Linked DNA regions of Pan troglodytes: region 2 is linked to region 1. A link is a contact called in public capture Hi-C data. All regions are on one chromosome and are shown on one strand. The core of a region is the stretch at or near the end of the contact, and the rest is flanking DNA. Distances in the headings are between cores, read along the strand shown.

Evidence for each region. Capture Hi-C pulls out chosen DNA fragments and counts their contacts.
Region 2: a capture Hi-C map of stem cell-derived neural stem cells shows a contact between it and region 1, with 5 times the contacts expected there. The contact joins two enhancer-like sites. A contact is called at or near these places in 4 of 7 Hi-C or Micro-C datasets (blood, induced pluripotent stem cells and stem cell-derived neural progenitor cells) and 1 of 1 other capture datasets (stem cell-derived neural stem cells).

What each region holds. Positions count from the first base shown.
Region 1 is chr15:94,093,890-94,099,662 of NHGRI_mPanTro3-v2.0_pri, forward strand. No RefSeq gene overlaps it. Among named protein-coding and RNA genes, the nearest start is that of C14H14orf132, 56 kb to the left of the region's middle. Within about 2 kb of position 3,297, at least 8 of the 24 cell types and tissues checked have an H3K27ac peak or open chromatin away from gene starts, as enhancers often do. A contact at or near this core is called in stem cell-derived neural stem cells, where this site is marked.
Region 2 is chr15:94,422,180-94,427,952 of NHGRI_mPanTro3-v2.0_pri, forward strand. AK7 (adenylate kinase 7) reads left to right here. Exons shown (of 18, transcript XM_510154.6): 5 at 409-519. It also overlaps the pseudogene LOC134808415. Among named protein-coding and RNA genes, the nearest start is that of AK7, 31 kb to the left of the region's middle. Within about 2 kb of position 3,557, at least 8 of the 24 cell types and tissues checked have an H3K27ac peak or open chromatin away from gene starts, as enhancers often do. A contact at or near this core is called in stem cell-derived neural stem cells, where this site is marked.

The sequences.
Region 1 (5,773 bases), core at 2,047-4,546:
TGCCTGGCTTTCTGCCAGTTTCTTAAAGAACCACACCATTACTGCGTTTGCCGTTCGAAGCGTTGTCCCAACAATGCAGATGGTTCTGACAAGGGCTCTATATGCTGGCAGAAGGGAGCTTCCAACCTTTTAACTTGAGGAAAATGAATCTCTGAGAGGCTTGGGAGTGTTGCCAGGTGGAGCTTTTCAGGAGACAGGGGTCTTGAGCCCAGGACACCTAACTATCGAGTTTTCACTAGGAGACTTAGTGGTGGCTTTCATGAGGCCAGTCATTCTCAAGGAAGGGCTGGGGGCCATCAGCAATGTCTGGAGACATTTTTGATTCTCACAGCTTGGTGGGGACTGCTATTGGTATCTCATGGGTGGAGGCCAGGGATGCCACCGAACATCCTACAATGCACAGGGCAGCCCCCCACAAATAAGAATTATCCAGCCCCAAAATGCCAATAGTGCCGAGGTCAGGGGACCCTGTGCTGGCCATCCTATCTCTGATTCTGAAACTATGCATGCTTTCCACTTTTCCCCATTTGTGAGTCATTGAATAAATTAAAGCTCTTCTGAGCAGCAGCAGTGATCATGGTCACTGCCCTGAGTTCAAATAATGCCAGCTGAGGACAGTGATCTGGAACTCCCAGCATGTCATGTGGTCTCTTAGAAATCCATGTGACTGTTTCCACCATCTTGGGCATTTGTGGGGACCCCCAGACTGGAGGGAGAAAGCCCTACAAAGTGGATGGGAGTGTGGGGCTGAACTTTTCCCTACCCTTAACTTTGTGTCTCTGGGCCCTCCAGGGACCTGGCCCCTCACCAATGCATATGAAGAGTATGCTTGGGGAAGAGCTTAGGAATGGGGTGGGCATGGGAGTGCTGGGTAGCAGCCTTTGAGCAAATCTGCATCTTCTCTTATTTCTGACCTTTTTCCACGTGCCCAGTCCTATTTCCGCCAGTTGAAGGCATACTAATATTCTTTATACTATTTAATCTTTTGCAGAAACCTTACTATTATAACTTGCTACTCTCCAGATACCAATTCTTCATGCCGAGAGCATCGGAAATGTTTTTGTGTCTTACTGATGTTTTCATGATCAACTTGTAAATGTAAGCAGTTGACTTCATAAAAGGTATTTTAACTATTCTTGGAGTCCTTTGCTACCCAAGCACCTGGTTTCACCATGCGATCACTGACTTTTCTACAGTGAAGACTCTTTCTTAATATAGGATTTCGCTGTGCTCTTTTGATTAAAAATATCTAACCTTAAAAGATGTAAAAATGTATCTGTGAAATCTCACTTTATTAGCGTTGTTGCTGTTTGTCATTTTCTATTATGATAATTGAAAAGAGAAAAGAAGAAAACATGAACTCCTCTGTGTCTGGTTCTCATCTGTGCTTTATGCAAAGGAGACGATCTACTCAGCTTTAAAAGGCTCAGCCCCAGCGTCACCTCCATTCTGATGCTTTTCCTGCCCCACCGAGGCAGGACAGGTCCCCTCCTCCCTATCCCCTCCTGATCCCACTCCATCATCACACCTGTAGCAAATCAAATCACGGAAGCTACAGTCAGTTTTCCCAACTATTTGAGCCATCTAAGAGCAAACTTATTCAATGTGTTATCCCCACCACCCAGCACAGTGCCTGGCTCCTAGCAAACGTCCGATATTCTGTGAATGAGTGAATGATACCTGAATGACCGGCCCAGTACATTTCAACACTACGAGGAACATGGACCATATCATTTTCCTTATTAGTTCACTGATAGTAACAAACATTCGTATAGCACTTATGAGGTGTTTGGCGCAGTTCTGAGCTCTTTCCACACATGTTAACTCACTTAATCTTCGTTTTACAAATGAGGAGTCTGAGGCATGCAGAGGTTTCTTGCCCAAGGCCATGTAACTGGTGAACCAGGACTGAAAACCTGATTCTGGGTCAGTCCTGGGCTTAGGCCTCAAGAAGCCTTTTTTTGTTCTGTCTTTGGAACCCTGAGGATGCAAGCAAGGCTAGCCTGCTGGATGAGGAGAGACCAGAGCCTGGCCATTCCTAGGCTGCCAACAGTCCAACAGATAAGAGAGCCAAGGGAGGGGTTAGAACAAGAAGGTGTTCCATAATGTCAAGAGCTGCATGGACTTTGTAGGCAGCAACTAAAGAGATCACTGAGGACTGCCTGGAGGAGGCAATACTTAATTTGGTATGGAATCTGCAGAAACAGGTGCACAGCAGAGGTTGCATGGGGTTCGGGCTAGAAGACCAGGCTGGATAAAGGTCAAGGCAGCAGTGGATCTGAGGCTGCTGAGGATGAAGGGATACAGCCAGCTGGAAGGGGCCTTGAATGTCAAGGTGGGCACCATAGTGGGCCATGGGCCACTGTTGGCCATAGGGAAGCAGGGCTGGTTCTCAAGTAGAGAGGCCTGCAGTTTCTGGAGCAGGGAGGCAGCAAGAGAACTGGGAAGGGGCTCTTGATTTTGCCCCTAGAACCTGCCCCTCTGGCGTCTTCCCTAGCTCGCTGGATGGCACCTCCGCCCTGCACCAGCGTGGCTGATAAGGTGGGGTCTCCCTCCCAATCGTGTGCCTTGCAAAGATGGCAGAGGCTTTCACATGGCCCAAAGGACTGCGTTCTCAAGACTGATAAGCATCATTCTGAAATAGCAAAAATGGCTAGCAGCAAGGTTTCTCAAGAAAAGGAGGCATCCCTGGTCCAATGCTGCTGAATTTATGTCTCAAGAAGCTACAGCCAGTCCAGCCCAGGCCACAACGTGTCCCTCACTTCCTGCCCCACCCTCCTTGCTAACATTTAATTGATTTAATTGAATTTTTGGTTTTACCAATCAGAATTGTAAACACATTCATCCTCATGCAATGTGCCTGTTCCTAGTCAACCCTGGTATTGTAAGGGTATGGGCAGCTTTCCTGGAGCAGAATGTCCATCTGTAATGTGGGGCCTGTAAAGAAATAAAGGTTCAAACAACTACAGCTCTTCACTCTGTCCAGGAGTTGGCTATGCTGTGGGTAGTGGGGTGTTCCTCTCCCCTAGGGATGAGCCGGTCCCCCATTAGCTGTGTACCCTTGGAGGGCTAATGCCTCCTCTGGCTCACCCCTCTGTCCTCCCCAGTGCCCAGCCCAGGGATAACAGTGTCAGGCTTTCCATAAATGAACTAATGAGGGGGGCAGGGATGAACACCGCAGCCTCCCTTCGGTGCCTGCTGGAATGGCCAGGCTCTGCATCCGCTCCCCAGAGCTGCCTGAGCCTTTAGGGTTGGAGGAGGGGGAGAGGAAGGGGAGGGACGGGTTTCTAGGGCTGAGATGGGCCCCTTAGTGATGCTGGTGGGGCTGCCTCTTTATTTAGCTGCCTGCTACCCATGGTCTCCAAAGCCTGCCCTTGCTGGGGATTTTCCATTTGGCTTCCAGTGACTCAGGCTCCCGCAGGGTGCTGGCCTTACCAGGCAGCAGAGATGGCCCCACGATTAATATTGATACAAGCCAGCTGCTGAGGCCTCTTTCACAAGCAAGACAAATAATATTAACTACCACAGCAACCGGCATCTGAGCCGCGCTGCCCTCAGGGTTTGCAAGCGCTTTCCATTCCAGCTTTCCATCCTCTGAACAGGTGACCTGTGTCGGCCCCTCCCATGCCCCAAGCACAACCAGGCAGGGCACCTACTCTCTGTCTTGTGTGGTGGGGGGTTGGGGGAGGCAAAGGATCAGATGAAGACAATGGGTTGTAACTGCATGATAGTGAGAAGCTGAAATGGGCCGGGGCTGAGTGGGGCCTCCTAACCAGCCTAGCACTCCAGGCCAGAACGCCAGGGAGACAAGCCTCCAGTTTTTAGAAAACAAAACTGAAGTTCATCGACTTGTTCATTCAATAAGCAATGACTGAGCACCTGCTATGAGCCAGGCACTGTTCTAGACACTCAGGGTGTATAGTGAACAAAACAAAGCCCCCACCCTGCTGATGGCAAAGGGAAGGTAGACAAGAAGCCAATAAAGAAATAAAGATCAAGCCTTACTTTCTGAAAAACCAAAAGAAAGAAACAGTGAAAGAATGCGCTATGGAATGGAGACAAATGTTGGGGGAAACAGAAAGTAAGTGTGGGGCTGGAGCGGGAGGGGCATGCGGTTTTCGAGAGGATGATCAAGACACTCCTATCCCCAGGGGAGAGGTGGTGCCAGTGTCTCAGGACAGGGTGACAGTTCAGAGAGGTGACCTGACAACGTGCCTGGCCACCCCAAGCTTCTGGATAGAGAGAGTTTTGTACTCAGTTCTTACAGAGTATTGTCTTGTCCCAGAAGTGCTCTTGGAAATAGCATCATTCATTCATTCATTCATTCATTCATCCATTCCTTCATCCATTCCTTCACTGAGTCTCTACTCTGAGCTGGACAGGCAAGAATACACCCTGGCTCCTGCCCCCACGGTACTCACGGTCCAGGCTTGAAGTCCCTGTGTCGTGATCACGGTTGGGGCAGCAGGACCCAGTTCTCCCCTGAGATTAAGTCTCAGAAGACACCTGGTTAACCAGCCAAAGTCTGCATGAGGGTGACACTGGCTGCAGAGTGCTGCCCACAGGGAAGGCTCAGGTGGTGCCTTATACCTCGTTGGACCCTTCTGAGTGGGAAAGGCACTTCCCTGTGTGGCTCCCGCGGGTGCTGCTGGGGCCTAGCACCCTAGCACCTATCTCAAGAAGTCAGACATGGCTGCTGGGGCTGGTGCATGCTGGTCTTGGACTCTCAGCATCTGTTGTCACTCCTTTCGGTAAAGCATGCTATTTCCTCTTGGGGAGCCACAATCCGCAGTCTGTGTACTCGATCCCTCCTGGGCTGGGTAGCCTGAATGCCCCATGGCCACAATGATATGTGCAGGGTGTGTGCCTGGCTCTGGCCTGGGCAGTGGTGACCTTGCAACCCCCTGATCCCAGTGGCTGGGCCAGGAGTGATTACACAACCAGACAGATGCAGGCAGCACAGATGCCCTGACTTGTAAGCGAGCACTGGGAAGCAGTCTGCACGGGGGACTCTGTCTCTCTGCTGGAAGGAAAGCCAGGAGGATGTGCGCCTGTCATGGCAGCCACCATCTCACCGCTGTGAGAGAAGCTGCTGAGAGTGGAGGCACAGCAAGTAGAGCCCAGAGATGGGAAGAAAGAGACTGGCTCCTGCAGGGTCTAACTGGACCCCTGTGGATCAAGCCACATCTGATTCTCCTTATGTAAGCTGATCAATTACCCATCTACTTGAACCGGTTTGAGTTGGGTTTCTGCCCTTTGTCATAGAAGGGATGTTGGTGATACTCCTTCAGTGCACTCTGGCCTTCACCCCACATGGGGATGGCCACCCCCAGGTTGAGGAGCTCTAGGGGGCCGTCCTATTCATCCTCGGCCATCCTGGGCTCTCCTGCCTGGCTGCTGCCTCACTCTATCCCTGCTGTCACCCAGTTCTCTTCGTCCCTCGAAGCTTGAACTTTGAGTCCAGCCACAGGTTCGGCTTTTCTGGCTCGACACATTGTCCTTGGTTTTGGCCTTATCTGCTGGTTTCTGATGGCCTCAGGTACTGTCCACCAATGAGGCTCAACACCTCGGACCTGACCCCAGAATTAGCCTGATCCTGCCTCCAAAGAATTACAATTTGTCAAACAAACTCCCTCCTCATTTTTGTTTCATGCCAGTAGAGTGGGGCGGGGGGCTGCCCCGGTACAGCCCTTTGTCATTACTGCTGCTCTGGGAAGCCTAACATCACCAACATTATGCATCTCACTTCGTAGTTTGCAGAAATCTTTCATGC
Region 2 (5,773 bases), core at 2,307-4,806, 330 kb after region 1:
ACCAGGGAGGTGGAGGTTGCAGTGAGCCAGGATTGTGCCACTGCACTCCATCCAGTCTAGGAGGATGCTACTATCATCATCGACAGAGAAAGACTCCGTCTCAAATAAAAATGAAATGAAATGAAATAAAATAAAATAAAATAAAATAAAATAAGCAGTATGGCCAGACTCGGTGGTTCATGCCTATAATCCCAGCACTTTGGAAGGCCGAGGCAGGAGGATTGCTTGAGCCCAAGAGTTCAAGACCAGCCTGGGCAACACAGCGAGACCCTGTCTCAAAAATAAAAAAATAAATCAAGCGGTAGTTTTAAGCTTTATTTGAGCTTAAAGGAACATATCTTTAGCCTTAGAAGTCACACATATCTCTAATTCACCAAGTCTGTACCTTTTCTTTCTTTCTTATAATAGGAGGATTCTGAGGTTCCATTCACTGAAGAAGATTATCGAAGAAGAAAGTCTCATCCTAATTTTCTGGACCACATAAATGCTGAAAAAATGGTTCTCAAATTTGGAAAAAAGGTAAGTCTGGCATAGTGGAACATGGACATCATCTGAAGTCTTTAAACATCTCTTTGTGTAGTTTCCTGGGACTTACCCCACGGATGTCTGAGCTTTAGGCTCACCCCAGGATACACTGTCCTTAGGGGTCCTGGCCCAGGTTCTGGTCCAGCACACTGGGTTGAAAGCCCTGCATCACCACCCAGCCGAGCTTGAGCCGTCACCCACAAAGGGGTCTGTGTGTCTGAAAAGCTGTTTGGCCCAAAAGAGGCAAATAACTCAGAGTTGTAATGGGGAACAGGGGAACCACATTTTCCCTGTTCCCAGAATCTATCTCATTTGTTTCTTAAAACAACTCTGAAAAGTGCCTATTAACCTCCTCTTATGAATAAGGAGATGGGAGCTTCCAGAGGTTAAATAATTTGCCCAAGGTCACATAACTAGGATTTACTGAGCACTGTCCTGAGCGCATCTCAGCCTTGACTCATCTACTCCTTCTAACAAGGCTGTTATCTATGCATATTGATGTCCTCAGCGCATTTCCTGGCATGGAGCTGAGATTCGGTCTGAGAGCCATCAGCCACCAAAGCCTGCTGGGTTTGCTTTTTTTCTTTGGAATCCAAAACCCCATCATTCAATAGAATTTATCTTGACACATCCTTGGTCACTCACTGGTCATTAAGACATTCTCATAGCTTTTTTTTTTTTTTTTTTGAGATGGAGTCTCGCTCTGTCGCCCAGGCTGGAGTGCAGTGGTGCAATCTTGGCTCACTGCAACCTCTGCCTCCTGGGTTCAAATCATTCTCCTGCCTCAGCCTCCCGAGTAGCTGGGACTACAGGCACGTGCCACCATGCTCGGCTAATTTTTTGTATTTTTAGTAGAGTCAGATTTCCACCATGTTAGCCAGGATGATCTCGATCTCCTGAACTCGTGATCCGCCCGCCTTGACCTCCCAAAGTGTTGGGATTATGGGCATGAGCCACCATGCCCAGCCCCTTCTGTTGCAGCTATTGCAGTATCTGGCCAGCAGCCTGCAATGCAAAGGGGCTATCTCTTTGTTCCCAGGCGGATTGGCAGGTTGAGAAATAATAGACACACACAACATAGTGAAAGCTGGGTCCAGGGGGGTCACCGCCTCCTGGTCCCGCGGTGCCAACAATGCACTGGATATACCAGCATTTATTATTAAGTTTAGTGAGGGCGGGGATAGGTTAGTGAGGGATTTAGGGTCATTTGATTATGAGGTGAGATGGTCACATGGGGATGAAGTAATTCTTTAACATAACATCTGTATGCAGAAGTACAATATACAGGGATAAGAATTTACAATGTAGTGTGTGCATCAGTAATTTCTAACAGAGCCTTAAAACAGAAACACAGTCTTTCCATAACCTATGATTAGCAAGGTATTAATCAGCAGTAACAGTTGCAGCCAAAGCTGGTTACAAACAATCCATAGAAACAAGACATGAAGCTAGACAACTGGTTAGACCAGAAATTCTCAGAAGGGAGTATGCCTTAACCCTACAGAGGCCTAGAAGAGCCGTGGCAAGATGAGGGTGTTTATAGTCCTATCTTATCCATATGGACAGGCACCCCCCATGCGTCCATTTATAGGCTCTCCATAAGGGTCGCATTCCTTTCCCAGAGCTATGAACATCTGCTTTTCTGGGATAGGAATCTTGGTGATGTGAAACCTCCCTGACTGCACGTCCATTCATAGGCTCTCTGCAGGGGGAAGCACATCACGCGCTGTTGGCTCATTCTGGCAGCCCAACCTGGCATTGTCTTTACACAATTCTGCATGCAATTTTGTATTTACAATAGTCAGGAGCATTTCATCTTTTATTCTGTAGCAATAGTTTCAGGGGGTTGCCCTACAGCAGCAAAATTCATCATTTTGACATGTCCATTATAAAATTATTTTATTTCTCTTGCCTTTCTTCAGAATAGATGATAGGAATGCCCTGACAATGAATAAGTAGTGACAGCTGAAAAATTATGATGATGATGATTTTTCATTCAGAGTTTTTATTTTTATTCAACTATAAGCAAACAGCAGAATTAACACAACATTCAGCAACTCCAGACCAGCTTTTCTTACCCCCATGAAGAGCAATCAATTTGACAGACACAGATGTAGGGATTCCTGATAAGCGGTCAGCTAGTACTGCTGCCCATCTACAGGGCCATGCCCCAACAACAGCAAAGCCACTCTCCCTACTCCTTTTTCCAGGATTGCTCTTTAAAGGGACCAGAGTGAGATACTGACGCCTATTAAGGCAACTGAGAGGCCCGTGTTGGGGCTGAGCCTCATTGCGAGCCTCTGGTTGTCTAGCGACGGTGCCATAAAAACACACTGCTACAGTTCTGGTCTCAGGATCACAAAGGCAGAGGCAACCAATCCTTTTTTTTTTTTTTAACCTCCCTTAAAGATTCTTTGATGCTTTGCTCTATTACTGTAGACCTGGTCTATTTCTGCCAAATTTTTTCTTTAAATTCTGGGTTGCTATTTTCATAATAACAATTTGATGACCCCATCACAATACCAAAATATCCCCCAAAATGAAGTTCAAAATTGATCAAAACATAAACCAGAGTGAGTGACTAGAATGATAAAGGCCAGGCAGCAGGAAAAGTCACCCTAAGCCACCATCTCAGTGCTCAGGTCTTGTCTGTCCAAAGGGGAGTTGGAAGAGGAGAAAGCTATGGTACATGCAGCACTGAACTGGAGAACACAGCTCGGGGCCTCCAGGACGGTTCAGGTCGCCGAGCTGCCCCCTACTTCCCAGACAGCTGCTCCTACAATTTGGGCACATAGTCGTCCCACTCGGCCTGGTAACACGTGCCGGCCACCGGGACCCCGAGCGCGTACTTTTTACGGAGGGACGCCACCTTGAATTTGCCACGGTGGTCTCCGGAGCGGTTGCTGAGGATGGGCTCGTCACATTTCAGCGGCCTGTGCCTTGGGAGACCTCGAGCCCACATAATCCGGAGAGGACTGTGCCACTGCTGATGTCACTGCCCTTCATGTGGACCACCAGGAAATGATGCCATTCCCTGTATTGGGGATCCTTCCTGCTGGGAGCATCCGGGTCTGTCAAGACCCAGGTGTAGAGTTTCCCTAAATCAAGACCATCCCACGAAATGCCGGTGGGTCTGTTCTTCACCTGGGTGGGATCGGGCACGGTGCTCCGCTCGTCCACCGCCGCCCCGTGCAGGTGACATGCAGCGGGTGCTGCGGCTGCTCGTCCACTTCCTGAAGGCTCCAGGGCCCGGACCGCTGTCTGAGGTTCACCCGCGTGGCGGGGCCGAGCGGAGCGCGCAGTCGGGAGTGCCGCGGGAGGCCAGGCGCCGGCGGCAGCGGCGACACGGGGGTCTCCGCCAGCTGAAAAATTACGGAGGGCTTACTGTGTTCTCAGTATTTTACTCATGGTATCTTATGTCATCTGTGTTTTACTCGCAGTATCTATGAGTTCTCAGTGTTTTACTCATGGTATCTCATGTCATCTTCAAGAGTCTCATAAACAATTCCCAGAATTCTGTGAGGTAGGTACTACTATCATCCTCATATAACTTGGAGAAAACCCCAAACCCTCTGAAAGTGTCATTGCATTGTTCCCATTAGTGGAAGACCAGCGCTTAGTGAACGCTAATAATAGTTCTAAGATGACACCTAGTGGTCTCGGAGGATATTACCATAGGAACTTCGGTCCTATAAAAAACACTTTACCAATACAAACACTGTGAGCATCAAACATTGGAAGAAACAACAGGAAATTAGGAATTCTAGCCCTTTTTCTGTCCATTAACTTATGACTTTAGCCGTGTTATTAAACTTCTGGGCTTAAAATAAGTAAACCGGCTAGATTAGATGGTTTAAATTTATTCCAGTTCTAAATTCCATAACTGTTATTTTATTGGAACCCGTGATTTCTTGATCATTTATGTTTAATTTACAGGTGGAAAATGTATGCTTACACATATAAAGCTGATTTAAGTGAATAACAGTCTAAAATGAGAAATATGATCATATTAATATATTTTTATTACAAAACCTTACACTTGTCATTTAAATAATAAAATCAAAATTTCGTTGTAAAAATCTATTATTTTTATCCCCAACTTTCTTACTCACTCTTTTCTACACCATTAATAAGATTGATTTGGCCAATTTGGTCATCCCAATGATCTTTTTTGATAAGTGATGCTAATGTTTTTATCTGGGAGATAGACCCTTGAAAATAATCATTTAACACATTCATTTAACTAATGTCCAGTTAGATCAAATTATGGACCAGGCACTGTGATAAGGAGCTGCCCTCACAGCCATCGATAAAGCAAACACAGTCTATGCACTCCAGAGGCTGGTTGTCAAGTGGTTTATCTACTGTTATCACATCCTCAGCCAGCACATTCATATACAAGATTACATACACAAAAGGTAGACTTCTATTCAGTATTCTGAGGCAAAGAGGAGACCCTAATAATTATACAAGTTGCCAAAATAGTCCTGAATTGCCTGATACCAAAATTGCTTTCATCTTTTAATGAGTCACACTGATTTTTTTTTTTTTTTTTTTGAGACAGAGTCTTGCTCTGTTGCGTAGGCTGGAGTGCAGTGGCATGATCTCGGGTCACTGCAACCTCTGCCTCCCAAGTTCAAATGACTCTCCTGCCTCAGCCTCCTGAGTAGCTGGAATTACAGGCATGTGCCACCACGCCTGGCTAAATTTTGTATTTTTTAGTAGAGACAGGGTTTCACCATGCTGGCCAGGCTGGTCTTGAACTCCTGACCTCAGGTGATTCACCTGCCTCGGCCTTCCAAAGTGCTGGGGTTACAGGTGTGAGCCACCGTGCCCGGCCGTAGTTTGTCTTGAAAACTATTTTGTCTGATATAAGTATAGTGACTCCTGCTTCTTTTTGGTTTCCATTGGCATGGAATATCTTTTTCCATCCCTTTATTTTCAGTCTATGTGTGTCTTTACAGGTAAAGTGTGTTTCTTGTAGGCAACAGATCAATGTGTCTTGTTTTTTTCATCAATTCAGCCAGTCTATGTCTTTTGATTAGAGAATTTAGTCCACTTACATTCAATGTTATTATTGGTAAGTAAGGACTTACTCCTGCCTTTTGTTATTTGTTTTCTAGTTGTTTTATTGTCTTATCTTCCTTCTTTCTTTCCTTCCTATCTTGCTGTAGGGATGGTGATTTTCTCTGGTGATATGATTTAGTTTCTTGCTTTTTATTTTTTGTGCAACCATTGTAAGTTTTTT